Linked DNA regions of Anser cygnoides: region 1 is linked to region 2. A link is a contact called in public Hi-C data. All regions are on one chromosome and are shown on one strand. Each heading gives the region's core, a stretch centred on a gene start, on an enhancer-like site or on the middle of the called end of the contact. The rest is flanking DNA. Distances are from core to core; before and after follow the strand shown. Region 1 holds the start of CDC14A (cell division cycle 14A). Region 2 holds the start of RTCA (RNA 3'-terminal phosphate cyclase).

Evidence for each region. Hi-C and Micro-C count contacts between places; a contact is called where the count stands out from the background.
Region 1: a Hi-C map of liver shows a contact between it and region 2, with 4 times the contacts expected there. The contact joins the promoter of CDC14A here to the promoter of RTCA in region 2. A contact is called at or near these places in 4 of 7 Hi-C or Micro-C datasets (granulosa cells and liver).

What each region holds. Positions count from the first base shown.
Region 1 is chr8:4,430,257-4,434,561 of Taihu_goose_T2T_genome, forward strand. CDC14A (cell division cycle 14A) reads right to left here and starts at 2,481. Exons shown (of 17, transcript XM_048066986.2): 1 at 2,223-2,481; 2 at 1,759-1,849. The coding sequence starts at 2,328.
Region 2 is chr8:4,298,506-4,302,519 of Taihu_goose_T2T_genome, forward strand. RTCA (RNA 3'-terminal phosphate cyclase) reads left to right here and starts at 1,512. Exons shown (of 11, transcript XM_048067237.2): 1 at 1,512-1,692; 2 at 1,802-1,902. The coding sequence starts at 1,648. It overlaps DBT (dihydrolipoamide branched chain transacylase E2), which reads right to left and starts at 1,121. Exons shown (of 11, transcript XM_048067214.2): 1 at 923-1,121. The coding sequence starts at 973.

The DNA.
Region 1 (4,305 bases), core at 1,231-3,730, 130 kb after region 2:
CTCCTGATGTCAGGGCCTGTCTTTACTGTGTAGCCTGTGAAACAAAACAGACAAATATCATCAAATTGATGGACACGACCGGGAAACTACAGCAGAATCAGCATTTCCCTATGAACTATCAGATTTGCATTCTATTCCTCACTTTGCCCCTAGCTTCCCAATTTCAGAAAGATACTGACAAAACTATAAAACTGTAACCCTACCAACACCTACTTTTACTTCCCCAATAACACAAATTTCCTTGAAGATGGGAGTGAGAAAAGGAAGAAAGCTTGAAATCAGATATGGTTTTACCACCAAATATTGCATAACTGATAGCGATGCATGCTGCGTTACAAATATCAATGGAAAGCTTAGTACCGTTTATCTAGAAGAGCTAGGTTATTATACAGGATGCATTCATACCAGCCAGCAACTGTCACTTAGTTTCTACTTCATATTAAGTTTTACTATTGGAGAGTACAACAGGAAGAGTACTGTTACTGTATCAAATATGGATGATACCTTTAAAAAGGTCCCAATAGATTAGGAACTATGGATTCAGAAAATATACCACAAATTATATGTCCAAAGTCCCTAGAAGATAAAGGAAATGTGACTTCCTTCCATTATCTTGTAAATATACATGGTATTATTATACATTCTGGTGTGTGGTTAATTGACACATGGATTAAGGAATATATTTATTTAGTTTCCTTCAGTGATTGTTACAGAAAATATTTGCAATCCAAACAGTAAATTACAAAAGTTAACTTTGAAGAAGGATCATCAGGATCTCCTTTAGAAGACAATGAAGATTCAGAAATGCGTGTAGAAAATAAAACCCAGAACTTTAAGATTTGCATAGAAGATAAGCTAGAAACAAAGGATGATTAGTTTACACCTCCACAGAAGCAACACTGAAGTCACTGGAGTAGGGTACAGTTGATGCTTGTAAGTTTTTCAACACATGGGCAAAAAAAAGTTATGTTTAAAGACATAACTAGAACTTTTTCTTGTTCCACTAGAAAAGTCTTGGTACTGCAGCAAATCCTTTGTCAAGCAGCTATAGCTACCATCATGGATGGAACAGCTGAGCTGGGAACACAGTGTACAGTGACAACTCTGTGACCACAGCATAGGGCTATTACTTTATTTGTTCAGTGTAATTATTTCATGTCTCTTAGAAGTACTCTAACTACACTCAGTTTAACTGTTGACCTTCTACATGCTGTCAGAATCTTCCAAACACACGGGGCTTTAACTTCACAGAATACTTTCTCTGCTGTTCTAAAGCTCCAAAAGCCAACAGGAAGTGCTATATCAAAACCATTAAAATAAGTTGCAGATGTTCTTCAAAAGCAAATTTAAGCTTTGCATTCTGTGATTCTGTATGAAAGGTGATCATTTCATACGCTTGATAAAGGAAAACACATAGCAAAAAACTTTTGTGGAGTATGAATATATGAAAGTCTTCTATTAAAGACACTGTTTACAAGGCATACTTAATCTAAGAGATCTTTTCCACCTTATAAAGCAATCTTACAGAGGTCAACTATTTTACCCTAGCTCAACTACAATTTAACTGGTCTTGTGAGCTTTTTTTTTCCTATTTAAAAAAAAAAAGTTAAACTAGCTTCAGACAGGTTATATATATGTTCAAGCTAACTTATACCAACACTTCATCAAAGTAACTAATAGGGGAGTAAAAGTACTCTACAGAATACCGAAGAAGCAATCCCTTTTAACATACAAAACGCAACAGATGAAAGCACTTACTTTTCATAGACCAGTTCCTCATCAGTACAGAAGTAGTGGGTGTTCACCGTGCTCTTGGGTTTATTCCGCAGAGTGGCGAAGTACAGCCGGTCTGAAAGACAGTCGGGGGCTGCCCTCGGACCGGACCCAGAGCCCGGCGCTGCGGCGGGGGGGGTCCCAGCACGGCCGGGGGGCAGGGGAGGGGATCCCCCACGCGGGCAGACACCCTGCGAGCAGAGGGGAACCCAGCAGAGGCGTAGCAACAGGTGCCGGCCCCGCTTCTTGCCGGAAAAGAGAGGAGGAAGGAACTACTTAGGCGTTCCCCGCAGCAGCGGGGCAGGCGACTCGCGAAAACCGCAAGGCGAAGGGGGGCAGAGCCGAGCGGGCCCCCGACCTCCCCAGGCTGCGGCAGGGCCAGGACGGGGCATAAGCCGGGGCTCCTTCCCGGGGGGTCGGGGCCGGGCCGGCTGCCCGGCCGCACTCACCTTTCACGAACTCGGAGGCTCCCCCCAGCACTTCGGCGGCGGCCGCCACCGGCTCCATCTTAAAGAGGGCGCGGAGCAGCGAGGCGCGGGGCGGCTCCGAGCTCATGGCGGCCCCGGGCGGCGCCGGGACGCGGTGGCCGGGAAGCGGCCCGCTGCCCGGAGGGGCCACCCGCTGCCGGCAGCGCCGCAAGCCGCATAAGAACCGGGGCGGAGGCGAGAAGCGGCTCCGGGACGCGGCGGGCGGGCGGGAGAGCGCCCGTAGGGACTCGGGCTCCGCTCCGCCCCCAGCCCGGAGCCGCCCCCGGATAAGGAGGCAGCGGGCGGTTACCAGGCGACCGGCGGCGCGCTAGCAACAGCGGCACGGGGCCTTTGTCTGCACCGGCCCGGGGCTGAGCCGAGCCGAGGCGGGCGGCCGCCCTTAGCCCCCCCGGCGGCTCCGCCCCCGCCCCACCGCGCAGCGGCCAGGCGCCCCGCGGCGCTTCCTTCTCCTCGGCCTGCCCCGGGGCTGCCACTGCGGAACGCCCCCGTGGGGCAGGGCAGCCCCGGAGGCGCCGCGAATACTTCAGCGGGGGGCGCCACACGGCCCGGGCGGAACCACCGCCGCCGCCCTGCCCGGGCTGGGGCGTTCGGTTGCGGGGTTCCCGGCCCGGCCGTCTCCGCTCCGCCGTCTGGCCTGATGGACAGGCAGCGCCGCCAATCCAAAGCTGCTCTGCCAGCCCTCCGGCCAATGAGCGGGGCGCTGAAGAGACGGCCGCTCCCGGGCACGCCCCCCGAGAGGGTCTCGCCCCGGCGGCGCTGCCTTCCCGCCTCCTGGCCTCGTGCCAGCGGCCGCGCCCTCAGCTCTGAGGGGACCGAGGCGTCGCGGAAGGCGTCCGGCGGTAGAGGACTGCGACATGCGGCTCCGACACTGCACGAAGCTCCCAACGCGCTAGGATGAGTTGAGGGCTCTCCCCGAGAAGTAACTGAGGGGTTAAGCAGCGGTGAAATGTTTCACGTGCGCTGCCAGGGCTGTGGTAACACGACAAGAAGGCACCCGTGGCTTTCTGCTTGAAGAAAGATTTGACTTCTGGCAGTTGATTCAGAAAAGCTGAATTAGCCTGTTGGCTGCAATTAACCTCCTGACAGAGAAACAGAAGCATTAAAAGCATTGGAAATGCCTTTCTTCCACCCACCCCTTCCAAAAGAACTTGTAAGTGCCAAATAGAGCAGACTGCTCGTCTCATTCTCACACCTATTCAAGAAAAAGGTAATAAAAGTGAGGTAATCTGTTAAAGAAAAATGATGCTATTCTTCCCCAGAGGAGAGAAAAAAAAAGTTGAAATACCTTAGAAAGACGTAATAATGTAATATGCAGCTCTGAGGTCCACATTATTATCCCCATCTTTTCATAACGTAACCTAGAATCACTCCCAGTTCACATACTTAATTCTAGTGTGCTTGCAGATGAGGCTAAACAGGAGTGTAAAACACTTTTGACTCTTCTGTTTTTAATCTAGTGTCATAAGCACATGATGATACTTAAAAACTTTAAAAAGTGCTGAAGTGAAAACACTTTTTCAAGTATTTATTTTTGTAGCTGCTTATTTATTTTTGGTATTGGTTCTAATTATTTTGTACCTGCATTCTTACATTGTTCTTTTCTTTTTTTCTTTTCTTTCTTTCTTTTTTTTTTAATAGCTCCAGAACTAATATTCCTAAGTATCACTCTCTTTGAGTCTGGTCCTATGAGCTTAAGCAAGGAATTTCTTTCTTACTAGTAAGTACTATTCTGTACAACATACTTGCAAGACTGAGACTGTAGCCTTCAGTAACACCACATTAAGTAAAGGTTGCTGGAGGGTATTTGCTTTCCATGGAAATCAATGTGTTTATCTATGTTGTTCTATATGGCTTTCTCTTGTATTTTTACCTGTAATTAAAACAAATACTCAACTCTTTATTTACAAGCAATGTCTTGGAGTAGAAATTCTCTACAGGGCAATATATCCAAAACCATACATTATTTTTACTCAAACTTTCATTACAGGCCAATGCAACACACATTTCTAAGTGCACGCCACATTGAGGGGAATATGCATGAGCA
Region 2 (4,014 bases), core at 262-2,761:
CTTACAGCCTCCACAAACCACCACAACCTGTCTTTCTTCCCCTTGACAACCAGAAAAAAAAAAAAAAAAAATAATAATATTCAAACATAACACTTCAAAATTGTAATAGGCATCTTTTTTTTTTCTTGGATGTTAACATTGTTTCACAGTACATTGTCACAAGAAGAATCAGCATCTAGCAAAAATTAAATCATGCTTGCAAGAAACACGCTATAAATAGCCAACTCTGAGATCTATGGTTCAGCATGTACACTGATTAGATGAACACTTTCATCTCATCAGAATCTCCTTCTGGATTTAAGACTTTGGTTTGGCTAGGAATAAAACTGAAAAGAGGCTGCTATTTCCAAAATTATTTGATCAGTAAAATGAGTTATATGTAACCTAAAACTAGATAACTACAAAAGTAATATCTTCATGATGGTATATCCTCAAGTGATTGTAAGCATCCCAGAAAGAAACCAACCAGATGCAGTTCTTGAAGTGCGGTGCCCGAACTACTTAATTCACAAATATCAGGGCTCTTGTGACTGACAGAAACGCACGTTTCTCCCTTCTGCACACCTATACCTCGCCTGGCTGCACAGACGCGCTATACAAAGGGATCGGTGCACAGGCGGAGAGATGGGAAGCAACGCAGCGACTCAGACGACCGACAAGTGCCAGAAGGCTGTCAGTGGCCTGCCGCGGGGGGCACGGGTCCCTTTCGCTGCAGGCACTGAGGCGCAGGATCGCGGGGAGCCCCTGAGGGAGAGGGGGCTGAGGGGAGGCGCCAGTCCCCGAGCGCGTCGCCTTCGCACCCAGGCTCAGCCGCGCAGGTCTCGCTCGCTGCCGCCTGAGGAGAAGCGCTGAGGCGGAGACGCCGCACGCTGCCCGCGCAACTACGGCGGCTACACAGCCCCCCCCCCAGCCCTTCCCTTACCAGGCGCCCCGCGGTTCTGCAGCTGCTCCGCAGCGCGGTCACGGCCGCCATCTTAGCCCGGGAGGCACCGGCCGCCGCCCCGCACACCTCCCACCCGGCAGCCAACCCGCGCGCAGCCACGCGAGCCGCAGCCAACCGGGCGGCGGGGCCGGCAGCGGGGCGGTGGCGGCGGGGTCGGGGCCAGGGGCCGGGGCCGCGCTCCGTGAGGGAACGGCACGGCGACCCCCGGACCCAGCGCCCCCGGAACTCCCGGGGGACAGCCGTTGGCGGGGCGAGGGGCAGCGCCAAGGGTCCGGCCGCTGCCGGTACTCTGTAATAAACTTTCGAGAGGGGCCCCGTGTGTGTGTGCGCGTCCGCGTTCCTGTAACGATCCCAACACTGAGACAAGCCGCACGGCGGGAAGTCCGGCCGCTCCCCGGCCTGATCCGTCGCCGCTCTGGCTCCGGGACAGGACGGGAAGGGACGGGGTGGCTGCGGCGGGTAGGAGGGCGCTGTCCCTGCCCGCTACGCGGCCGCCCGGGCGCTGGGACCCGGCGGCGGCTCCTCACGAAGCGGTGCCGCCCCCGCCGGCGTTCTCTGCGCCTGCTCCAGCGCCGCCGCCTGGTACTGGCACCGGCACCGGCGTCTGACGGCGCGGTAGCGGTCTGGGGGTGCTGCTTCGCTGGGGTCTCGCCGTCCTCGGGGCCCGCTCCGGCTCCCCTCGCCGCCTCTGCTCGCTGCCAGCCATGGATGGGGACAGGGTGGAGATAGACGGCGGGATCATGGAGGGGGTGAGCATCCGCGCCGGGCTGGGCAGCGCTGGGCTCCGCTCGCCTCGCCCCGCCCGCGGGCAGCGGGGCCGGGAGCCGCAGCGGCTGACGAGCGCCGTTCCCCCTGCAGGGCGGGCAGATCCTGCGCGTGTCCACGGCCCTGAGCTGCCTGCTGGGCCTGCCGCTGAGGGTGCGCCGGATCCGCGCCGGGAGGAGCCAGCCCGGCCTCAGGTAACGGCCCCGCCGCACGCCAGCACCCCCGGGGCTGCCCCGGGAGGGCCGCGCCGGTCCCTGGGCGCTTTCAGGCGGGGGCGAGGCCCTCCTCCGGGAACGGGGGCACAGCCTTGGCGGCACACCGAAACGCTTCCAAGGGCAAAAGTCACGTATTAGCAGTGTTTTAAGCAGCCTTTTTAAGCAGAAGGTCTTGCCTGTGGCTCACTGACGTGGAAGGACCGAGTGCGGAGAAAAGCTAGAACGTAAAGAAGGCCTATCAAAGCAGGCAGACCTGGGATACACTTTCCTTTTTGCCCTCTCCTTCCTCAGGGCAGTTTCCTCTCCCTGGCTCTGGCTTGCTGCCAGGAAAGGTGAGGACACTCCCTCTGTCTCCACCTGTCAGGCTGCACAGCCTTAAAAGTGCCTGAAAAATATTTTCAAAGGTGAAGTAGCCTGCATGGTGTGAAACAAAATATAATTAAGATCATATAATGCCTCACTGAGACATTAATCACTGAGTATATAGTATATATACCATATAAAACGTTTTGTATAGTGTATATTCTATGCAAAACAGTTTGTATGCTATCTGTATGTCCCAGAGTAGTCATCTTTATTTTGAAAGCTACCAGAAACGTCAGAGACACGTTACTTGCATTTCTCATCTTGATTTAATAACTGGCATTATTCTGCCTAGAATTGTGCTCCTTCATTAACTCAGATAATTCGTGACACCCTTCTTGACTGACATCACATTTGTAAGACAAACACGGAGGTCAGAGTCATCATTTATTTAGGAAGAGTTTTAATTACAACTAAGGGAAACTGATCCCTTAGCATTTTTATATATCTGTAGTTTTTCAGCCTTTTTTTTTTTTTTTTTTTTTTTTAAGATTATTGGGCTTTAAACATATCCAGGAGAGATATGAGCTTTGAGGTAGTTAATTTAGGCTTACTGAAACAGTCTTGCTTATCTGTGCTACTGTTCTATAACTGCCTTGAAAGTAGTCTATAGAATGGTATACAGTGGGTTTTGCTGTATTTCCCAATGGTTCTCATGGAAGGAAATTCATATATTAAGATGGGCTTGACAGTCAATTAATAGTCTAGTGGAGGGCCACAAAGATGATACGGGGCCTGGAGCATCTTCCCTATGAAGAAAGGCTGAGAGACCTGGGTCTGTTCAGCCTGGAGAAAAGAAGACTGAGAGAGTATCTCATCAATGTGTATAAATACCTGAGGTGTGGGAGACAGAGGGATTTGGCCAACCTCTTTTCCGTGTTTTGTGTGGACAGGACAAGGGGTAATGGCCACAAGATAGAGCACAGGAAGTTCTGCCCCAACATGCGAAAGAACTTCTTCACGGTGAGGGTGACAGAGCACTGGAACAGGCTGCCCAGGGAGGTTGTGGGGTCTCCTTCTCTGGAGATATTCAAGGCCCGTCTGGACACCTACCTGGGCAGCCTGCTCTAAGGAACCTGCTTTGGCAGCGGGGGTTGGACCCGATGATCTTTTGAGGTCCCTTCCAACCCCTTCAATTCTGTGATTCTATAATAATGAGCTTTACTGTCTTAACAGCCTGTAGCCCAGAGAAAGTTGGAGGCTACTGAATAAAATCATAGCTCAAGTTCTTAGTGACATCTTCAAAATGTAACAAAACAAATAAATAGATTTATTTATTTATTTATTTTCTCTTCTGTGTAAACTACACAAACAAATGGAAATGCAAGCACAGCAGGAGAGATGCACTGAACTGTTAGCTCTTTTATGGCTCTGGGAACAGTTAACCGGCTTTGGCTCCAGTTCAGTATTGCTATCATTATACCGCTTGGCAGCATTATCCCATTACATTTTTGTCATTTATCACATTAGGAAAGTGACTGTTGCATCTCATCTGTCTGTCCTGACCCTTTCTATTGGAAAACACACCAGGATCCTACGAATTTCAGAATGATCAGAAAGCTACTCCTTTAGCTCCTCTGAACTCAGGAGAAATGTAGGAACCAGATTAAATTTCTAATCCTTGTTTTAAATCTGCAATTGATGTTGATTGATGTATTAGTTGATGTTTAGTATTTTTTTTTTAATGTAACATGACTGTGTAGTCTACTTGAATGGATCTTTAACTTA